Linked DNA regions of Mus musculus: all the other regions are linked to region 4. A link is a contact called in public HiCAR-type and promoter capture Hi-C data. All regions are on one chromosome and are shown on one strand. The core of a region is the stretch at or near the end of the contact, and the rest is flanking DNA. Distances in the headings are between cores, read along the strand shown.

The links. Promoter capture Hi-C pulls out the DNA fragments that hold promoters and counts their contacts. HiCAR-type assays count read pairs that join an accessible place to other places. Capture Hi-C pulls out chosen DNA fragments and counts their contacts.
Region 1: a contact with region 4 is called in a promoter capture Hi-C map of liver, with 4 times the contacts expected there. The contact joins the promoter of E230029C05Rik here to the promoter of Prcp in region 4. A contact is called at or near these places in 2 of 39 promoter capture datasets (the C10 cell line and pre-B cells), 1 of 115 datasets of contacts at active chromatin or transcription factors (embryonic stem cells) and 1 of 9 other capture datasets (liver).
Region 2: a promoter capture Hi-C map of embryonic stem cells shows a contact between it and region 4, with 3 times the contacts expected there. The contact joins the promoter of Eed here to the promoter of Prcp in region 4. A contact is called at or near these places in 2 of 39 promoter capture datasets (embryonic stem cells and pre-B cells), 1 of 115 datasets of contacts at active chromatin or transcription factors (astrocytes) and 1 of 9 other capture datasets (liver).
Region 3: a contact with region 4 is called in a promoter capture Hi-C map of pre-B cells, with 3 times the contacts expected there. The contact joins the promoter of Hikeshi here to the promoter of Prcp in region 4. A contact is called at or near these places in 3 of 39 promoter capture datasets (liver and pre-B cells) and 2 of 9 other capture datasets (adipose tissue and liver).
Region 5: a contact with region 4 is called in a HiCAR-type map of astrocytes, with 5 times the contacts expected there. The contact joins the promoter of 2310010J17Rik here to the promoter of Prcp in region 4. A contact is called at or near these places in 2 of 39 promoter capture datasets (liver and pre-B cells) and 1 of 115 datasets of contacts at active chromatin or transcription factors (astrocytes).
Region 6: a contact with region 4 is called in a promoter capture Hi-C map of liver, with 5 times the contacts expected there. The contact joins the promoter of Tmem126a here to the promoter of Prcp in region 4. A contact is called at or near these places in 7 of 39 promoter capture datasets (the C10 cell line, embryonic stem cells, frontonasal cranial neural crest and 3 more), 3 of 484 Hi-C or Micro-C datasets (B cells, LSK cells and embryonic stem cells), 5 of 115 datasets of contacts at active chromatin or transcription factors (astrocytes, embryonic stem cells, epiblast stem cells and 2 more) and 3 of 9 other capture datasets (adipose tissue, liver and macrophages).
Region 7: a HiCAR-type map of astrocytes shows a contact between it and region 4, with 2.5 times the contacts expected there. The contact joins the promoter of Ccdc83 here to the promoter of Prcp in region 4. A contact is called at or near these places in 2 of 39 promoter capture datasets (liver and pre-B cells) and 1 of 115 datasets of contacts at active chromatin or transcription factors (astrocytes).

Annotation. Positions count from the first base shown.
Region 1 is chr7:90,027,758-90,030,457 of GRCm38.p6, forward strand. E230029C05Rik (RIKEN cDNA E230029C05 gene) reads left to right here and starts at 1,402. Exons shown (of 6, transcript NR_110365.1): 1 at 1,402-1,470.
Region 2 is chr7:89,979,544-89,982,505 of GRCm38.p6, forward strand. Eed (embryonic ectoderm development) reads right to left here and starts at 1,433. Exons shown (of 12, transcript NM_021876.3): 1 at 869-1,433. The coding sequence starts at 982. RefSeq lists a promoter at 1,269-2,962, an enhancer at 1,692-1,728 and cis regulatory regions at 1,700-1,707, 1,903-1,910.
Region 3 is chr7:89,939,843-89,942,631 of GRCm38.p6, forward strand. Hikeshi (heat shock protein nuclear import factor) reads right to left here and starts at 1,362. Exons shown (of 5, transcript NM_026304.3): 1 at 1,127-1,362. The coding sequence starts at 1,156.
Region 4 is chr7:92,873,933-92,876,866 of GRCm38.p6, forward strand. It overlaps Prcp (prolylcarboxypeptidase (angiotensinase C)), which reads left to right and starts at 1,321. Exons shown (of 9, transcript NM_028243.3): 1 at 1,321-1,568. The coding sequence starts at 1,407. It overlaps Ddias (DNA damage-induced apoptosis suppressor), which reads right to left and starts at 315. Exons shown (of 6, transcript NM_001355126.1): 1 at 209-315.
Region 5 is chr7:90,128,550-90,131,249 of GRCm38.p6, forward strand. It overlaps 2310010J17Rik (RIKEN cDNA 2310010J17 gene), which reads right to left and starts at 1,387. Exons shown (of 3, transcript NR_046007.1): 1 at 1,323-1,387. It overlaps Picalm (phosphatidylinositol binding clathrin assembly protein), which reads left to right and starts at 1,664. Exons shown (of 20, transcript NM_001360867.1): 1 at 1,664-2,153. The coding sequence starts at 2,024.
Region 6 is chr7:90,455,919-90,458,671 of GRCm38.p6, forward strand. Tmem126a (transmembrane protein 126A) reads right to left here and starts at 1,285. Exons shown (of 5, transcript NM_025460.3): 1 at 1,154-1,285.
Region 7 is chr7:90,263,874-90,266,748 of GRCm38.p6, forward strand. Ccdc83 (coiled-coil domain containing 83) reads right to left here and starts at 1,559. Exons shown (of 11, transcript NM_183293.1): 1 at 1,451-1,559.

The sequences.
Region 1 (2,700 bases), core at 152-2,651, 2.8 Mb before region 4:
TGAGTTACCCCAGTATATTCCTCACCTTACAAACTTTAAAAATCATTGCATTGTACATTTGTAAGCGGTGTAAAATACACACACACACACACACACACACACACACACACATATATGTATATATATATATATATATATTTTTTTTTTTTTTTTTTTTTTTTTTTTGAGCCAGAGGCTTGCTAAGTCACCCAGGCTTGCCTCAAACTCACTATGTCACTCATGCTGACATGGAAATTTTGGAGATCCTCTTGCCTGTCTCCCTAGTGCTGGGATTACCAACATGTCCCAGCAGTGCTGGCTCAATGGGTAGATGCCCTCTTCTTTCTTGGTGCTGGAGTTTGTGCCACCAAGCCTGGCTGATAAAGCTATTTTTAAGAAACCAAAGCATGCGGGGTACAGGGTCAGGCAGATCTCTGTGAGTTTGAGACTAGTCTAGTCTACAAAGCAAGTTCTAGGACAGCCAGGGCTACACAGAGAAACCCTGTCTCACAAACCAAAAAGAAAGACAGACAGACATACACACAGACAGAAAAGAAAGGAAGAAAGAAAGGAAGAAAGAAAAACACAACCTGGCTGTTGCTTTGAATGCATCTGTATTATTATTGTTGTTATTGTTATTATTATTATTATTTGTAAAATAATGAAGGCTGAAAGCGACTGAACATCAGGTGAGATATAAGAGCAGTGCATAAAATTTGGAGTTCAGAAACCTGGTTCCGTTCCTCATCTTTTTCTTTTTCTTTTTTTTTTTTTTTTTTTTTGGTTTTTCGAGACAGGGTTTCTCTGTATAGCCCTGGCTGTCCTGGAACTCACTTTGTAGACCAGGCTGGCCTCGAACTCAAGAGATTCACCTGCCTCTGCCTCCCGAGTGCTGGGATTAAAGGCGTGCGCCACCACGCCCGGCTTCCTCATCTTTTTCAAAAGAAATATTTTTATATTTATTTGTATGCAAAGGTGCATGCATGCCATAGCATGCCTGTTGAGGTCAGAGAACAAAGTTCAGAAGTTCATGATGCAGGTCCCAAGCATCAAACTCAGGTCATTAGGCTTAGCAAGCACCTTTATCCACGGACCCATCTCACCCGTTCACCGTTCCTCTTGCCACTGCTCACTGACCGTTTCATACTATTTTCCCATTTGCAAAGCAGGAAAATTAGCTCTACCTTACATGGGTGCTTCTGGGCACAGAATGTTTAATGGGCTCATTTTCTTGTCTTTTAGGGTTGTTTAAGCCTGAGGTTAAAACAGCATGGTGATAAAGTCCACTAATGTATGAAAGGGATTTGAAAGTTAAGTCTTCTATAGAAGATAAGCTAACATGGGTCTCAGTCACGGCTGTGTATCAGGAAGTAAAACCAGCCGAGCCTTGACCTTTAAAAGGAAGCACTACCCCTTTGTCCAAGTGCCTTATAACATGTCTTTATAACTGGCTGTGTAAGAATGAAGAAAAGCTGTCCATCTTCTGAGAAGGTATGCTGCTTATAAAGGGAATGTGCAGGTTTGGGTTGGGGGACTGGGAAGGAGGCTGACATAAAGGATCAAAGGTGTGTGGTGCCAAGTTACCATAGCAACGTGTTCTGCTGCTCCGCGCGGCTTGCAGTCTTGGGCTTGCCCCCAGATGGATGAGGCGCTTGGCAAACGCCAGAACCAAGCTTCTCTGCATGAAATTATTTTCTCCATATGCAGCTAAGAGAGGCAGATACCCTTTCCCACAAATGATGTGCAAAAGGAAGAGCCTGGGTTTTTACAAAGCAACTTCCTCTCCTTTCTTAGAATGAGACCAGAGAGTCCACGTCTCCCTCCAATGCCTGGGATGTGAAGTACTCAGTAGATAGCTGGGTCAGGAGCAAATGATCAGAATTTACGCAGACGGCCAGAGTGGCAGGGAGCATCATGGCTTATTGGCAAGAAGCGGCTCCTAAATTATATCAAGGACTCTCGGAAAGGAGAACTCAATTCACACGGCACACACTTCACTGTCTGTTGCAAGCCACACAGTGTGTTTATGTCTGGATCTGGCCTTTATTAAATTTCTTCAGCCTGTGGCACATTCCCCTCAGATATTGTGTTTATTATTCAGACAGGGCAGGGAGCTGCTCCCCACCCGTGCCCCTCAATCTTCTGTCCTGCACATATCTCAGATGTTGTAGGGACAGCGTGTGACAATGTCTGCTTAGTGGACATTCCGTTCTCAACCTTTCCGAGATCCTGATGGAAAAGGGGGCCTGCCCTGGCCAGCATCTGGGCACGTCATCTTTTCCTTATAAAGAGCAGAGACAACCTTCCTGGAGCCGGGGCAGCTGTTTTTGTAATCAGTCTCGTAGGATTGAAAAGCATCGCTTCAACCCAGGAGTGGGGCTCTCAGTTCTACCTCTGGGGACGGTGTTGAGGGGGTCTCATTGCTCACGAAACCTCTGTCTGCTTCTCCTTCTCTACAATAGTCTTGCATTTTTGGCACATCCTCTGGGACTCTGCTTTCCTGGAAGACATTTTCTTTCTGTAACTCCTCTGCCGCTTCATCAAACCTCTCGCCAAAGTGGGGAAGAGAATCATCCCCCACCCCGCAGATTATGTGAACTGCCTCAGCCTGCAAGTGGCCAACATGCTGGCAGTACCAGGAACTCTCCCCAGTTAATCCCCACAGTGGCTCTGGGAGGCGAATATTTTTCATTCCTGTTTTATCTTTGAGGAATCAGGTCT
Region 2 (2,962 bases), core at 183-2,682, 2.9 Mb before region 4:
AAGTAATCATTATACGAAAGGCCAAAGCCTCTACGCTACCCTATCAGAATATAAGTATCTAATTATTAGAACACGTGTCTAGTACTCTTTACAACGCTTGCATAGTATTTTTTTTTTTTTTTTTTTTTTTTTTTTTTTTTTACGGGGCGGCATTTCTCTAAGCACCGACTTCCCTTAATCTTCACACTTGGCTCAAGTACAGAATTTACCACGGTGGCCTGAAATCTTCCAATCCCTTTACATTAAGCAAAAACTTTCAAACTGTTCCCTCCTTTGCCTTAATCAAAGGTGGCTCCCCCTCTACGATCTTCTCGATTCTACTCCTTCCACAAAAAAGTCGACACGAAGGCACACCGCACTTCCATGGAAAGGGGCATACATAACCGCACGGTCACGTAAACCCAAGCCAGAGATCTATACTTTCCATCCTGAAGATCCCGTAGTGCTCTACAGTGACACAGCCCCTCGGATCCTTACGAGGACCCTTCGTACCAACTTTCCTGGGGAAAACTGAACCTCTTACCTCGAGCATGCCTTTTAAACCAGTAAGTACAATCTCAGATTCGCAATCAGCGTCAAGCCCCCAAAGGCACAAACTCCGTCTCCCACGCAGGGACGATCTGAGCGGACCTCGCAGACCCTTTGGGACCTTTAATCCGCTCCTCGACAACTTTCTGCTTGCTATCTGCCGCAGTCCCAGCTCGAAAGCCCCAGCCAAACCGGACTTCCCCGCACGCCTGCGTTCTCCTGAGCGCGGGTGACACCTTTCCCTCCCCCCACGGCCGCCCGCCCGCCGGCCCCGACCGCAGTTACCAAAGAACCTGAAACTTCTACTCCACAGTCCCGGGACAGGCGGGGCTGCACTCACATTTTCGTCTCCCGAGAGGTCCGGGTTGCTGTTCTCGTCGCTGCTCAACTTCTGCTTCTTGGCCGCGGGCATGTCTGTTCCCGCCGGCGCAGTCGACACTTCCCTCTCGGACATGTTCCTCCGCCTCCCTCCAGGTTCTTGCCGCCTCGGGCGGGGCCTCCGCCACACCGCCGTCAAGCACGCCCGGCCCGAGCCTGCCGCAAAGCTGCCGGCGCCGCCACCGCCGCCGCCCCCCCCACTGTCGCAAATCGCGCCCAGCCGCCGAGGCGGGCGTGCGTGCGACCCCGCCACACTGCTGAAAAAGGGGCGCGCACGCGCGCGCCCTCCCGCACGGCTTCCCGGCTGCTTCCCGTCCCTTGGTCCGGGCGGGCGGTTTTCCCGCCGCCCTCTCGACACTTTGCACCGAGGCGTCGGATCTGCTGGCTCAGAGGGCAGGGGTTTCCTACGTCCCCCTTCCCCACCAGCGCCTAGAGACGAGGCGGAACTCAAAGGGCTGCTCCCTCACCCCCTTCCTGGCCAAGACGTTTCATCCGCAATTGGCTCAATCCTTCGATCTCCGACCCGCTGCAAACGAACGAAAGTCTGTGGCCTGGATCGGCCCACCACTGCTCCCGAGGGAGGGGGGAGGAAAGAGAAGTCACCTCTTGTTTTAGGGGGTCTGTGTCTACGGTCCCTGATGCGGAGCTCGGGAGAACAACTTCGAGTTAGTGTTTACGGAACTTCTCACAGCCTAGATTCTTTTTTTGAAGGGAGAGATTCAAAATCTATAGGCTGTTCCCTGCTCGCCTCCCCCATCGGGCACATGGACGGGTCCCACCTGCAGGTGCGCATGCGCTGAGGCGTATTCTCGCGCTGGGTTACGGAGACGACAGGCCGCCTCCTGGCCCCTCCTCCCCTCGGTTCTGTCTGCTGAACCAGGTAGTCTTTCCACCGGTTTCTGAAGCTTCGGGGAGGATTTCAAAACGGTACCAAATCAGTGCCTACGGACACGCCTCCGTTCTGGGCAGATATTTTATCTAATAAATACTTATTACAATGATTGGTTATATTCAACCGGTTGGTGCCACTATTGGCTTAAGTAAGCCTGTATTTTAAATTACATATTTAGACTTAAGTAAAAATACCTTGTGATGCATGATACATTCTAGTAATCCAACATCGGAAGGGCAACAACGGAAGTACTGCCTGCTCGCCTCAATCTTTAGATCATCCTGGTCGACATAGCAAGTTCCGAGCCAATCAAGGCTATTTACTAAAAACCTGTTTGAAAAAAAATTTTTTTAATTGTATGGATCGGACAGAGTATGGGGGCATGCCTTTTATTCCAGCACTAGGGTGTCAGAGGCAGGTCGATTGCAGTGTGTTAGAGCTACACACTGGTTTGGTCTACACGAGGAGTTCCAGGACAGCCTGGGCTTCGTTATAGACCCTCTTTCCAAAAATAAATAAATAAAAATTACATGGTTCTGAATTGTCATAATTCATAGTCTTAAGTGTTCGTTTTAGCTGTTGAAAGCTGAGGCTCTAGGAAACTGACAAGACCTATAAGTCACTGTGAGCAACTGCATGAGTTTGTGAGACTTAGGTAAAAGGCAATTTTTTAATATAGGGAAAGGTAACTAAATTTGCCCGTATCATTAAAAACTCTTTAATTTTTCATTTTTAGATTAAAAAAAATGTGTGTATGAGTGTGTGTATGTCTGTGCCCCACATGTCTGTACTGGTACACAAAGTCAGAGGATGTTGGATCCCTGGGACTGGAGTCACTAACGTTTGCGAGCCAGCCTGTAGCCAGTCTGTAGCCAGCCTGTAGCCAGCCTGTAGCCAGCCTTAACCACTGAGCCAGCTCACTTGTCCCCTCAGGTACAATCTTGACAGACAAATAATAAATTTGTGAGCCTTGTGGATTTGGTGGGTGTATTGTTAAGCCATGGGAATGTCTGAATGAAGAACTTCCTCTCCTCAATTATAGGACAGAATTGTTTCTATATTGTCATTTGTCATTTGTGAAATGAAGAGGTAGAAATTATAGGACAGAATTGTTTCTATATTGTCATTTGTCATTTGTGAAATGAAGAGGTAGAAACAGACAAG
Region 3 (2,789 bases), core at 112-2,611, 2.9 Mb before region 4:
AGACACGAAGCTGGGCTTTATTAATGGCAGACATCTGAGGAACACGTTCTTCTCAAATTGTTTCTTTCATCTTCCAAACCCCAGAGCTCCTACTGGGACATTCCAAAAGCTATTGACCAGGGTTAGCACTACCTCACCTCCACAGGAGCCTCCCATTCACTGCAGACAGAAGTCCATGGTTTCTTGGAACCACGTGTTTTTCTTAAGAGCAGCGTGTATAGAATACATTATCAAAAGCTGGTGAAAACGGAGGCGTGGAGCTCTCGCTTACCACACGTGAGGCACAATTTAACAAAGAGGTTGCAGTATTTAACAAAACAAGGAGAAACAAAACAAGAATAGCTCTAAAGAGAAAGGAGTCACGTCTCAAGACGGATACATCGCTGGTTTCTAAAGAGCAAACAAGATTCACTCTGGTTACTCCTCAACCACTCCCGCACTCATTTCATTTCATTTCATTCTAAGGCTCTGGCTAAGCAAGGGCATCTCTCTGACCAAAAAGAAAGCATTGTACTCGAATCCTTTAGTTATCACAGGTACGGCTCACACCTAAATTTCAGTCATTTCTATTAAGCAACTTGCAATTATTGTATTTTAAACTGGGTCGGTAAACTTCTGAAAGGGGGGGGGGGGCCTTCCAAAGACACCAAAAAGGAAAAACAAAACAAAACACCTTCATTGTCCGGAAAATTGAATTTTTCCGAAAACCACTTAGCTTTAGATTACAAATCTCAGCTTTACTTCTAAGTAGCATTATCAATTTACAAGAGTAATTACTACACTATCTACTGAGTGTACGTTCCTGAACAGCAAAGAGAGAAAGACTAGCTCACGAGTTACCACGGTTACGGCGAAATGCCGTACAGAAGGCTGAAATTAACAAGTAACTACAGCACTCAACCCAGCAGGTGGAACAAAATCCGCACTCAACAAAATGCAGTCACATCCTGACAGCCTCGCAAACACAGCTAAGAGTGGGGCCAGCGTCCCATTGCCCGTCCGTCGCACACGCCCAGGAAAAAAAGCACAATGACCAGGTTTCCCCGCGTTCCAAGCGCCGTGCACCGTGCCACCACCCAGCTCTCAGTCACCGACCCCTTCCTGCCACCGCCCGGGCCATCCTCACCAGCCTCCCCGCCACCAGGCAGCCAAACATGGCAGCGCCCTCGGCGCCTCTGCTAGGCCAGCGGGCACCTCAGGCCGGACACCAGGAATTCCGCAGCCACTGTCCTAATTGAACTCAAGAACCTTCCAGAATTTGCAGGAAGGAACGTGACCCTCCACTACATAACAACACAGGAACGCATCTGGGCCGGCGACCTCTGACCCTTCCTTCCTAACTTGCACGCCTCTCCGGAACGAGTACTTCCGGGTCATTACACCCATTTCCTCCTTCTAAGGTAGTAAGGAGGAGCTGGTATCGCGCTAAGACTACAAATCCCATAGTGCAGTGCGCCAGCCTCCCAGAGGGCGAGCCGGGAGAATTTGAAAGTTACTACTGATAGTACATGATTTCCGTGCCTGTGTGAGTCAAAGTTTCTAAAGGTGGTGCTGGGAGAAGACCTTTCTGGCGGTTGTGTAACATTTTAGGAGTAACAATACGCCTTTGCCAGAATCGTTTCACCCAGCCTCTCCTTTCAAAAGCTTAATGGGATAAATATTATCTCCGTTTTATACGGAGGGCAATTGGTTCGGCATAACCTGCCCGGAAGCTTGAAAAATTGATTTTTGGAGCGTAAATTCAAGTTGCAACCAACTTACTGCATTCTTCCTGACAAACATTATATCAAAAATGTTAATATATTTTTATCTCATTTTTATGGCAGTGTCTTATTACCTAGCCCAGGTAGACCTCGAACTTGTGCACTCCTTTCTCAGCCTCCAATTGCTGGAATTATAGGCGTGGACCACTAAAGCTATAGAGGTCCAGAAGTCCTTTTCCCCACTAAATACTAGTTTTAACACGTAGTTGTGTTCTTGCTTATATTTCTTGTAGTGCTTCACTTGTGCTTCCTCCCCGCCCCAACTAATGTGCTGTACAACTGTAGGCAAGCTATATAACAGCTTCATCAGTCAATCATCTGCAAACTGAGACAAATAGACCTATTGGGTTGCTGGAAGGATTAAATGATGAATTAATTGATAACTGCCACTAAGAATAGGGTCTGGTGCTGCTTAGGGAGTTTTGTTGTAAAAATGCCTTTTAAAAAAAATAATAATCTAAGTTTTCTCACTTTGGGGAGTTGTTTTCCAAGACAGGGTTTCTCGATGTAGCCTGAGCTGTTCTGGAACTCACTCTAGACCAGACTGGCATCAAACTCAGATCTGCTTCCCTCTACCTGCTAAATGCTACAATTAAAAGTATCTGATACTAGCTGGGCGTGGTGGCGCACACCTTTAATCCCACACATGGGAGGCAGAGGCAGGCAGATTTCTGAGTTCGAGGCCAGCCTGGTCTACAAAGTGAGTTCCAGGACAGCCAAGGCTACACGGAGAAACCCTGTCTCAAAAAGCCAAAAAATAAAAAAGTGTGTGACACTGCTGCTCATCTTTTGGGATTGGTGTTTGTTTGTTTGTTTTTATTCATTTATTTGTCTCTCTGTTTGTTTGTTTTTTAAATAGACAAGGTTTTGCATAATTTAGACTAGCCTGGACCGTGCTGTGTAGTCGAGGATAATACTGGATTCCTGATCCTTCTCCTCCACCTCCCGAGGGCTGGCATTACACACACACACAGCCCCATAACTGACTGACTTGTCCTTTGAGTTCTGGATGCATTTCCAGAAAAG
Region 4 (2,934 bases), core at 71-2,570:
GGGTTTTTGGGGATCCGCAGCAACAGTAAAGTGCTGATAAACCTTCGCCAAGGAACATGAAAAGTATTGACTTTCCCGTTTAACCTCGTAGCCGGCGTTTACGGCCAGAAGTCCTGAAATCAATCCATACGGAGTGCAAGGTTACAGCGCCTCGTCAGGAGTCTCTCCACCTAGAGCCCCCCAAGAACTCCTTTTTTCAGCGTCTCACCTGAGGCAAAGGACACAGACAAGCCCGGGCAACCGCTCCGCCCTCCGGCCGCTCGGTCCGCCGCTCTCCAAACGCCAGCAATCGAATCTCCCGCGTCCTCTTCCGCCGGAAGGACCGTCTTGACGGACTTTCAGGAGAGCCAATCAGAAAACGCCCTGCAGGGCGTGTCCCCACCCCACCACCCACCCCCGGGCAAGCGACCCTTCTTGTAAAGCTAGGGGTAGCTGTGGGTTTCGAGGGTCGTTCTTCATCGACTGGTGGAGCGGTAGTTCTCTCGGCGAAGTGCGAGGGAAGCCGGGAAGGCTCGAGGCGTGGGAAGGAGTGGCTTCAGACGGACGCCGAGGGCGTGGGAGCGGATGAAAGTTGGCGCCGCGGGCTGGACAGGAGGGGGCGCTGTTGTAGAGGGAGTCGCCATCGCGGAGCATGGATGGATTACCGAGGCTTAGAGAAGGCTTAGTCTGCGCGCAACACCCAGCGGCCACAGGAGGGACGGGTCGTGCGGGCAATGCGGACGATGGGGGTGACCCGAGAACTGAACACCGGTGGGGCTGCTTAGGCGGGAACAACAGAGGCGAAGAGCCCGAACGGCCTACAAGGAAGGGGGCAGAGCGATCTGTGAACCTCGCTCCATTTCCTGCTACTTGAGGGGCCCAGCATCGAGTCCCTGTACTTGTTTCCTCACCTAAGTAGAGGGGAGAGTCCAACTCCGTCTGGAAGGTTGCTGTTCTGGTTGAGTGTGGGTCACGTGTGTGCCGTCATGCCTGGTGACAATAGACTCACTCTCCCTCCCTCCTCCTCCCGCCCCGTGCCATTATAAGGGATTTGCGGAGAGCTGGGGTGTTACGTGGGACTGAGGTTGCGGGGACAGTGTGATGGTGGCAATAAAGGCGGGGATATGGCATAACCTAGGGTAGCGATAGGGCTTGGGGAGCCATAGATAAGGATGGGGCAAAACCCTGCGTAGTAAAGGCCGACGTAGAGTGTGACCTCAGTGGAGGTGGGCGGGGAGAAGGAGGATGGCGAGTGGCAAGTGTGGAGGCAACGCCTTTGGGGCCAGGAGCTGCCTGGTTTTAGGTTTCCCGGGGGAGGAGCTGGTCTGCAGCGGGCGGAGCTACGAGCTGGGCCCGGCTTAGTCTTTGCGCTTCTGCTGGTGGCTCTCTTTCTTTAGTCGCCCACACTGTGGCTGCCATCCCCAGCCATGGGCTGCCGGGCTCTCCTGCTCCTGTCTTTCCTATTACTCGGGGCCGCCACAACCATCCCGCCTAGGCTAAAGACCCTCGGCAGCCCGCATTTGTCAGCCAGTCCCACACCCGACCCTGCTGTAGCCCGTAAATACTCAGTTCTTTACTTCGAACAGAAGGTAAGCAGAGGCTGGGGAGTAAGGGTTCTAGGTCCCACGTCCCAACCGCCCGCCCATACCTTGCTTGGCTGTTGGAGCACCGCCGCCCACTCCAAAATTCAGACTCTGATACTTAGGACTTGACTTGGTTTTAGTTCACATTTTCTGGAGGGTGGTCTTAAGCCTTAATTATTCGAGTGTTTCCCAACAGAGACCATGAGAAATTTATCCCTCCAGTTCTGGAGGTCCAGGATACATATTTTTAACTCTTCATTTTAGGAAATGCCTCAATCTAAACTCTTTGTTTACCTTGGCCAAAACCAGATTATGGAGACTAACCTTTGACCCCATACCTCTCACCTCAAATTCTTAGGTATGGAGGCTAACCTTCACCTTTAGGTCTCTCAACACAAATTCAGATGTACCCATTACATAAGAATGTATCGCTTCACTAAACTGCTTCTCTCAGCTGAAATGTTACCTTTAGAGGCTAAAAGGTCTGTATCCCCATCTGAAGTGAGTGCAAGGATCAGGTCTCTCTGGTCTTGAACTTGAGTTCACAGTTTTAAGACAGGCTTCTCCAATGCCTTTGTATTTGGTGGCAGCATGAGACCATAGGTCATTACCCTATAGGTCTGAATGAAAAGTACCTGTGTCCTCTGAAATGACAAGGCTATATAATTCTATAGTTCTAGGAGTCTCTGAGGCCTGAATGCACAAGGCACTGGGATTAGAAAGAGTACAGTCGTCTGATCTTGGCTTTAGAAGTCACATCAGGATTCTGGCCTCACTCTGTGATCTTGGACAAGTTACAGTTAGTTTCTGAGCCAAGTTTCTTGGCTTACTGCAGAAGGTTGCAGTGATGACTAACTGAAGCAGCTAAGAACCATAAGCCCTAGCAGAGTAGCTGCCCTGAATAGAAGGTTACCGATGGAGGCATGCTTATTGATGGGACGTTTGACTAGGTAGGAATTTGGGAAAGAGGGAAGACATGGGGTTGTAGAACAATTTAGTTTTGAAGTAAAAAAAAAAAAAAAAAGACCTAGAAATTTAAGTTTGGGTTTCAAAAAAAAAAGAAAAACGAAAAGAAAAGAAAGGAAGAAAGCAAGCAAACATTTTAATTTAGCTGAGGTAGCAGAAGTCTTTCTGGAACGGCCCCTTTAATTTCTACAGCGGCTTATTTGTAAGTTGAGAAGTTGGAGGCAGGACCATGGAGTTTTATGCTTTCCCTAGGAAAACCTTTCTGTGGAGCGAGCTATGGCTGTCTAGCTGAAGTGAAGGCTGTGTTAAGAACTCTAGGACTTCCTCTTTTCTGTAGCTCTGCTCTCCGCCCACACTGTAAAACAAAGCCGAACTCATGGCTTTTTCCTATGGAACGACTCTTAAT
Region 5 (2,700 bases), core at 137-2,636, 2.7 Mb before region 4:
AACTGGATAGTTGGTTAAACAATGATAAAGAAATTAGCTAAGAAATTAGTAGAATAGTTTGAGAATAAAAGAAATTATAATGGATTAAAACTTGCACACACATGTGGGTCACGTGAACATGCATACATGAGTACACACCACAGACAAAAACCAACCAAACAAAAATTCCCGGTCATTCCACTGCCTGATAAACACAGGGTACCAAATTACAAATGGAATGCAGATGCACCAAAGGGAGTTTTACAGTTTTGTGAATTCTCAAGCTGGTGTGACAAGAATGAAACCTGCAGCCTTAATAAGAATTGTGAGTTCTTGCCAAAATCACCGTGCTTCAGAATGGCGTGTGAGATAGAAAGGGAATGTGAAGAGACCACAGAATTCCTCATACCACACACAATTTTAAACATCTATTAGCTTTTCATCCGTTGAGAGTTAACAGATTTAAGCGCAATATTCTAGATTTGGTTGGCAGATGGTGTACACAGATTTTGAGTACGCTCGAATCTCATTTGAAACTAGCAAGATTACATAGAACCATGATGGTAACTTAACATTCACAGAGAATTTAAAATTTATCCCTAACTCTTGAGTTAAATGTGGAGCACTAGTAACATTTAAAAAGGCTTTGTTCATAGATCTTCTGGATTTCATAGATCTAAGTCTCGGGATGTAATACTGGTCTAAAATGCCTACAGGGCAGAGTCAATATCTTTCCATGGAAATCTGGCTCACACAAGAGGAGAAAAGAGGCCAAAGGGAAGAAAGGCTAAACCAGGGGAGATCGCAGGTACTGATGTCTGACTCTGAATGGGACTTCTCCTTTTACCGAGCTGTCTCACTTCCTTCTATGGTGTGGACCTTTAATCTCGCTGGTTGTCAGCCTTGTAGGGTCAAGTTAATCACTGTTGACATCACCCTACTACTTCCCTTTTCAAATTCCACTGAAGCTATGTGTTTCCTGTCGTATTTGACACCGCAGAGAATGAATACCGGGCTGGCTTCTATCTAAATTTAGACTGGCAGGAACGTGGCGACTCTTAGTAAGTCGAGATAAACAAAACTAGGTGACGTTTCCAACACTCTCAAAGAAGACGAGGGGGTGAAAAAAAAAAAAAAAGCCCCAAAGCCCTGTTACTAAAAGGGAGAGCGGGGTGCATTTGAAGAGGCCTGTGTGTAGGCTCAGAAAGAGACTGGCTGGAGCCGTTTTCTTTAAGGCAGGAGGAGGGCCGTGGGGTCGGCGCCAAATTGAGCGAGGCGAAGCCCCGGAGCCCAGGCACCTCCAGTTCGGGGTGAAAACTACGCACAGGCAGCAGCTGCCTCACCTCTTTGTCAAGCCCACGGCGTCAGCCTCTGACACGAGGGCGGGCGTCCTCGCCTCCGGGGTGAAAGAGGGGCGCAGCGGGCCGCCCCTCCCCCCCGCCCCCCTACGACACGCGGGGCCCTGCCTCGGGCGACCTGTTGGCAGGGCGCGTCACGTGACGCGGCGGGCCGCGCCGTCCCCCGCGGGCGGGCCTCCTGTTGCGCCCGCCGGGCGGGTTCCACCACGTAGCGCGCGGGCGCCGCCCCGCTCTTCCCTCGCCGGAGCGAGGGAGGGGGGCGCGCCGGAGAGGAAAGGGAAGGGAGAAGGGGCGGGAGGAAGCGAGCAGGGGGCGGAACCCGAGTCACGTGACCTAGGGGCAGCCCGGAAAGCTCCGAGGAGGAGCCTGGCGCCGCCATTTTCCTGCAGCTGCCTGGCCCTCTTACCCGGTCGGGCTCCAGCTGACCAGGGAAGGGGTGGGCCGAGGCTGAGGCGCGGGACCCGGGAGTGGCCCCGACTTGGTGTGGGAGCCCGCCGGGGGAACACGCGAGCCGGGGCTCTCGGAGCGGGTGGCGGCGCGCGGCCCTGAGCCCCGCCCCAGGCCGGCAGGCGGGCGGGGAGCCGGTGGGGGTAGGGGGTGCGGTGGGGGGTGGGGACCCTCGGGCGCTTGGGGGTCCCAGGCCCCGCCGGCTGCGGAGCGGAAGGGGTGGCGGACGAGCCGCAGAGATGTCTGGCCAGAGCCTGACGGACCGAATCACCGCGGCCCAGCACAGTGTCACTGGCTCCGCGGTATCTAAGACAGTATGCAAGGCCACGACCCACGAGATCATGGGCCCCAAGAAAAAGCACCTGGACTGTGAGTGAAGACCCCCCGCATCCTCTCCCGACCCCTCTCCATCGTCCTCCTCTCTCTCTTGGGCTGCCTCTTCCCTCCCTGCGTCTTATCTGCACGATGGCTCCTGTGCCTGGTCGAGCTGTGTGTTCTTTTCTGCTCCCATCACACCTGCCTTTAACGGCCTCTGCTCTTCTCTCAAAAGAGAGAAAAAAAATGTGACAATCCATTGCGCCCCCAGAGATCCCCTGAGACCCTCGCCTCCTAGCCCCCGGCACCACCAAGCCCATCGCGCTCCACCAACTTGCCTCCCACCCAGCTCCTCACTCAGACTCCTCTCCCAGCTACTGCAGCCCCTTTTGCCCTTCCATCCCACCCGTCCCGTACCTCCTAGCAGCCGTCCGCTCAGTGATTCCCCGGCTAATGTCTCCAGGACTCAGGCTCACCGCCCCATTGTTCCATTAGCTTTTTAAAATTCCCTTTCCTTTCTTTTTTTTTTTTTTTTTTTTTTTCGTATTTCCGTACTAACTCTGCTTGGTGGGACCAGATTTCTGTCACTTCTCAGCTCTTG
Region 6 (2,753 bases), core at 35-2,534, 2.4 Mb before region 4:
GGTGATGCAACAGACAGAGCCTCACATCATGAGAGAAAGCCAACATCCAGTAAACAACAAAAACATGAGGTGGAAGCTAAGATAACAGGGATGTCATTAGGTACACAGGTAATTAGTTTCACTTGGAAGCATTCAGGAAAGCTGTGACATCTGCTGGTGGAACTATAAGTTGTATTTCAAGTGTAATAGCCACTTTGTAAAGATGATTAGGTGTCAAGGGTTAGAAAGGGCTCAGTAGTTTTGAGAGAACACTATTGCAAAGAACAAGGGTTCCAGGGGACTGGAATCCTCTTCACCCTTCATAGGCATTGCAGGCATGTGGACACATGATGAAAGATTCGAGCCCTAGCACCCACGTCAAAGCTCACACACAGCTGTAACTTCAGGCCTAGGGTGATCTAATGCCCTTTTCTGGCCTGAGCAGGCATGGTACACATAGGATGAATATCAGTGTAGAATGGTGGATTCGTTTTTACTAGATTGGGCTCTTTAAAAACATACTTCCTGGTGACAGGAAAAAAGTCTGCAACCTGTGGTGATACCTCTACTATTGGGAAGCTGAGGCCGGAGGGTTGTGAGTTCCTGGATGTACTCCAAGACCCTATTTCAAAAGATAAAACAGTAGTAGCAATAAACCAAAACTCAGAAATAACCTGATAATAAATCAGCCTGTCTTGGGTCACCATTCGTATTAGTTAGCTGTGACAGCACTGGAACAATGTCTTACCAAATCTTGGGTACCTGTTGTATATATACAATGATTTGGAAAATGCTGCATGTGCAAAATTCCATAAATCTTGACTTAAAAATTAACCTCGAAAGTAAAATACAGATTTAGCGGTTTAGATCAGGATCCCAGGATTCAAGTCCTGTTTCTTCTTCCTGGTATTATTTCTCAGTTAATAAATCCCCATCAAAGACAAAGACACCTTGAAATACTACAAAGATCTCTGAAAGTTTCTGCATAAAAACCAAGCATCGGAAAATTAAACGTAGCAATTTGTAAATTGGCAGTGATTCTTCAACTCAATCAATTCAGCCAGGTCTTCCCCCTCACGGGTGGAAAGTGAAGACCGGGTCAGCACACACAGCGTTCCCCACCCTCGTGGCCACCCCGCGCCTCTCCCAGCGCGACATTGGCACAGCTACTCACCATTCGGCAGAATGAAGGCAGCTAATGGCAGCCTCCCCAGCCGCCGGTGCTTGCCCGGGTCCTCCCGCGCCGAGTCTACCGCAACCTTCGCTAGGGTCGTCTGAGCTCCATCTTTGGCTCACACGTGACTCTGTCTCCGCCTCTGTTTCCTGTCCACGGGCTTCCGGTCCAGGAGACGCTAAACTGTGGACTAGCGGTGAGGACTGGCGAGTCCGCTATAGCCCATCCCGGGTACAGCCTGCAGAAACAGCGGTGTGGCGGTGGCTGGGCTCGACACCACCCCGCCTGGGCACGCAGCCCGACTTCCGAGTCCCCGATCCTGGCGTAGGTTGCATGGCAGCCGCTAGGCTACGGGCTGATGAAGGCAACGTTGGCAGTGAAGTTAGCCTGAGATTGACTTTTTGCTCCATCTCGCTCTTGGATCTTTGTGCCATGTTATGCTGTGGGTGACTTCCAGCAGAACGTGAGCAATTCCAGAGCGAGTGCTTTTTTTTTGTTTTGTTTTGTTTTCCTCAGCATTCCCCATGTCCTCTAGAACACTGCTTCTGTGAAACAGGGTTAACGGAATGTAGTGAAAAACTAACGGTTCAAAAGTAAGGGAGCCGCACGTGATAACGTACGCCTTAATCCCAGAATTCAGTAGCCTGAGGCAGGGGGATTTCTGTGAATTCCAGGCCAGTCTGGTCTGCGTACAGTGTGAATTCCAAACAAAACAGCCAGGGGGAGGCTTAGGGTATAAGTCAGCACCACTGGGAACCAATGTTGTGAGTTTCCGTCTCAGTTTTCATCTGCATCTGTAAAACAGGAAAGGACAAAATTCTTTACCTGGTTATTTTGTAAAATTGTGAGTAGACTATAAAGACGCTTACCAAACTGAGAGGCCTGGAATTTATCAGAAGACTAATGAGTAAGATCCCTGTCCCGAAAGATTCCTGTCCCGAGAGGCATCAAGTCAATTCTAGTTTTTTTGTTTTTGTTTTTATTTATTTATTTATTTATTTATTTATCTATCTATTTATTTATTTCTAAATAAGACTGTACTCCAATTCCTGTGGAACCAAACCCCGGTCCTCTGCAGGAGCAGCAATTACTCTTAACCAATGAGCGGGGTGTTTGTTTGTTTTTCCCCAGTCCTTTTTACACTTTCCTTGTCCGGTGCTGGCATTAGGGTAGCGCTGACTTATTAGTGTCATTTAGCAACTGTTCACTTTTGGGAGCGTTTGTATCATTTTGATGTCATTTGCTGAATGTTTGGTAGAATCATCACGGGAGACTTCTAAGCCCAGAGTTTTCCTGATTGATAGAATTGTAATATAAATTCAGCATCTATAATAGATATTTCACTGTTCTATGCGTAGATACCTTTTAGATTGAACATCAAAACTTTTCTCAGAACAATTGAAATGTCCATTTGGTCCAAAATTTCAAGCTTATTGGATTAAACTGTTGATAAATATTTCCTTATGTTTTTAATATCTGTGTATCCTGCAGTGACCTCATATGTCTTCTCTTGATAGTGTTTTATTGAATCTTTGAAGCCTGATCAGTCTAGCTAGTGTGATCTTAAAAATTTTTTGTCTGTTTCACTGTTTTTTGGGGG
Region 7 (2,875 bases), core at 309-2,808, 2.6 Mb before region 4:
GCTGCTAATAATTAGCTCAGTGGTTGAAAGCACTGGACCTGGGTTCACTTCCCAGCACCCAAGTGGCATCTCACAGCTCTCTGTAACTCCAGTTCCATGGCTTCTGACACCCTCAGACAGACATCTGTGCAGGCCAAACACCAAAGGATATAAAATAAAAATAAATTATATATAGAAGAAATATTATTTTGCTTGTGTGTGTAAGCATGGTGTGCATGTGTTTGCATGTGTGTAGACATGTGTGGGAGCAGGTGCATGTGTACAGGTCGACAGTGGATGTTTTCTTTAACTGCCCTCTGCAGTGTATGTTGAGGCAAGGTCTCACACTTGGACCTATAGCTTGCTAACTCAGCGAGTCCAGCTAGTCAGTGGGTTCTGGGATCCATCTCTGCCTCCCAGACACTGCGATTCCACCATGCCCACCGTCCCAACGTTTCTATGGGCACTGGGGATCTAGAACCTGGTCTATATACTCACACAGCTCACATTTCCCCACTGAGTCATCTCCCCATCCCAGCAAAATTCTTTGGAATTCAAGTGTTCATTTATGCCAGGAACGCTTTTTGACCTAGAGAAGGTTTTCTGTCTCACTAGAATGCACTGTTAACAGAATCAGAAATGCACTCCAGCGTTAAAACAAAATGAAGTTGATTTACTTAAGTCCTTTTACAAGTGGTAATTCCATCTAAAATTACTTTAAAATCCTTCACACGTCTTTTCATATAGACTATATATATGTACATAGTCCCAAATAGTGTGAAAATGCAAAGCTTATTCATTTTAGAAAAGTACCATTAAAACCGTTTGTTGAGATCTATGTGTTTAGAAACATGTAGATGAATGACATTGTCACACATCTTTTGGAGGTATCAAGCTTTCCTCAGCTTGGGAACCACTGGGGACACTAGGAGAAGGAAGGAGAAGTGGAACCTCTGATTCCCCACTAAGTCAGTTCAGCACAGGTTTTGGTCCTGTCTGACCCCCAGTTTCTTTCTCCATCTTTTCCATCTCGTTTCAGAACTGTTAAGAGTATTCATAAAGCTTTGAGGAAATTGTGGAGTGGTAGACAGCAACACAAAGGTCTACTTATTCTGTGAGGTTGGGACTCCAAGACACCAAAGGGATGCTTGAGTCTTGGGATACTACCAATCATTATAGATGCCATCACAGCCTCCGCCCCCTTCCGTACTGTGTACCTATAAACCTGTAACAAAACTTAGTATAAATTAAAGATTAATAATACTGGAATAGAACAGTTATCAGATATGACAAACGTTACTTAAACAAAAATGCTTATTTCAGGCATTTTCCATTTAATACCCACCCCTTAAGCCCATCCATCACAAAGATCCTCAGGTACCTGAAACTGATAAAGGGGGACTACTGCATCAGAGGGCTGGGCATCTACTGAGTTAAGAGACTGCGCTAGGACACCCTGAAGGTTACAAACCTTTAAGTTTAGGGCGGCTAAAACCAGGCAGGTATCCCTGTCTCCAGAGTGGTGAAAGAGGGGCACGGCTTGGAGAACCCTTCTCAACAGTTCTTAACCGCTCAGGAACAACGCTCCGAGGGAAAAACCAGAGGGCGCGACCCCAGGCCCATCTCGTGTCAGGGCAAATCAAGAGGAGGGCGTGTCCGCTGTAGTGGGGGAGGGTTCCTATAAAGTTTTGGGGGCAGACTGAAGAAGTCAGAGGTCACACAAGGATGTTAGCTTTCTCCCAGTATCGTCTCCAGCGTTTTCAGGTGAGAATTCCGGGTTGTGGGCTGGTGGTTCTCAAGTACAAATAGCCCAAAGCACTCTCCCTCCCTCCCTTCCAACCCCATCCGGGTCACTTCCCGCTGTTTTCAAAGCGACTGGCATCTTCATCTACTATCCCATTCTGGTTTAGGCACCATGGCGATTCGCGCGCGCCACCTGGCGGGCATATGAGGAATAGTGCGGGTGAGGGAGTGCATGCAGAGGTTAGGGCAGTGGTCCAGTCCTTTCTTCTTTTCCCCCAAGGCCTCTCTCTCCTCTTTTCGAATTCTCTGTGCTTGGAAGGTGGTGTATGTAAATAGGACTCCAGCTTTGTGCGCATGCCTCGCTCGGGTCATTGCAAGCTTATATTTGCTGATATAAAATGACTCCTCTGTGATTTCAAAACAACTCCCCGGGTGTGGGAAGGGGCAGAACTCCTGTGACAGAGGTGCTCTGCTTTTCTGTCTGCGTTTGTCAGCTTGGTTTAACTCTTCAAGTGCTCACAGGGCAACTTGAGGCACTGAAGTCTTTGCATCTGTCTTCTCATTTTACTTTTAAGCGTTTAACAAAGCAATATAGTGCAGTTCAGCCTCATCCTGAAGGCAGTCTATTAAAGCCTCCCATTTCTCTCATTACACTCCAGTAATTTTCTTTTTTTGGCCTGGGAAGTCAGAAGCCAGGCTCTTTTAGGCCTCCGACTCACTTCCAAGTGATCTAGTTGGCTTAAAAAATAGATTAAAACATAGTAAGGAATTTTTAAAAACCTTTTTTGGTTCTTTGTGAATTTTACATTATGCACCCCAATCCCTCTCATTTCCCCATCCATTCATACTCATCCTTGGCCTTTGTAACCTCCCACCACACAAGATAACAACAACAAAAAAATTACAATTGAAAAAAAAATCAGGCCGGGCAGTGGTGGTGCATGTCTTTAATCCCAGCACTTAGGAGGCAGAGGCAGGTGGATTTCTGAGTTCCAGGACAGCCAGGGCTATACAGAGAAACCCCATCTCGAAAACCCAAACGAACCAACCAACCACACAAAACAACAACAACAAACAAACAAGCCACCTGCCCTCCAAAAATGCCTAGTGGAAGCTGTAGTGTATCACAGCGTGTTATACATCTTTACTTGCA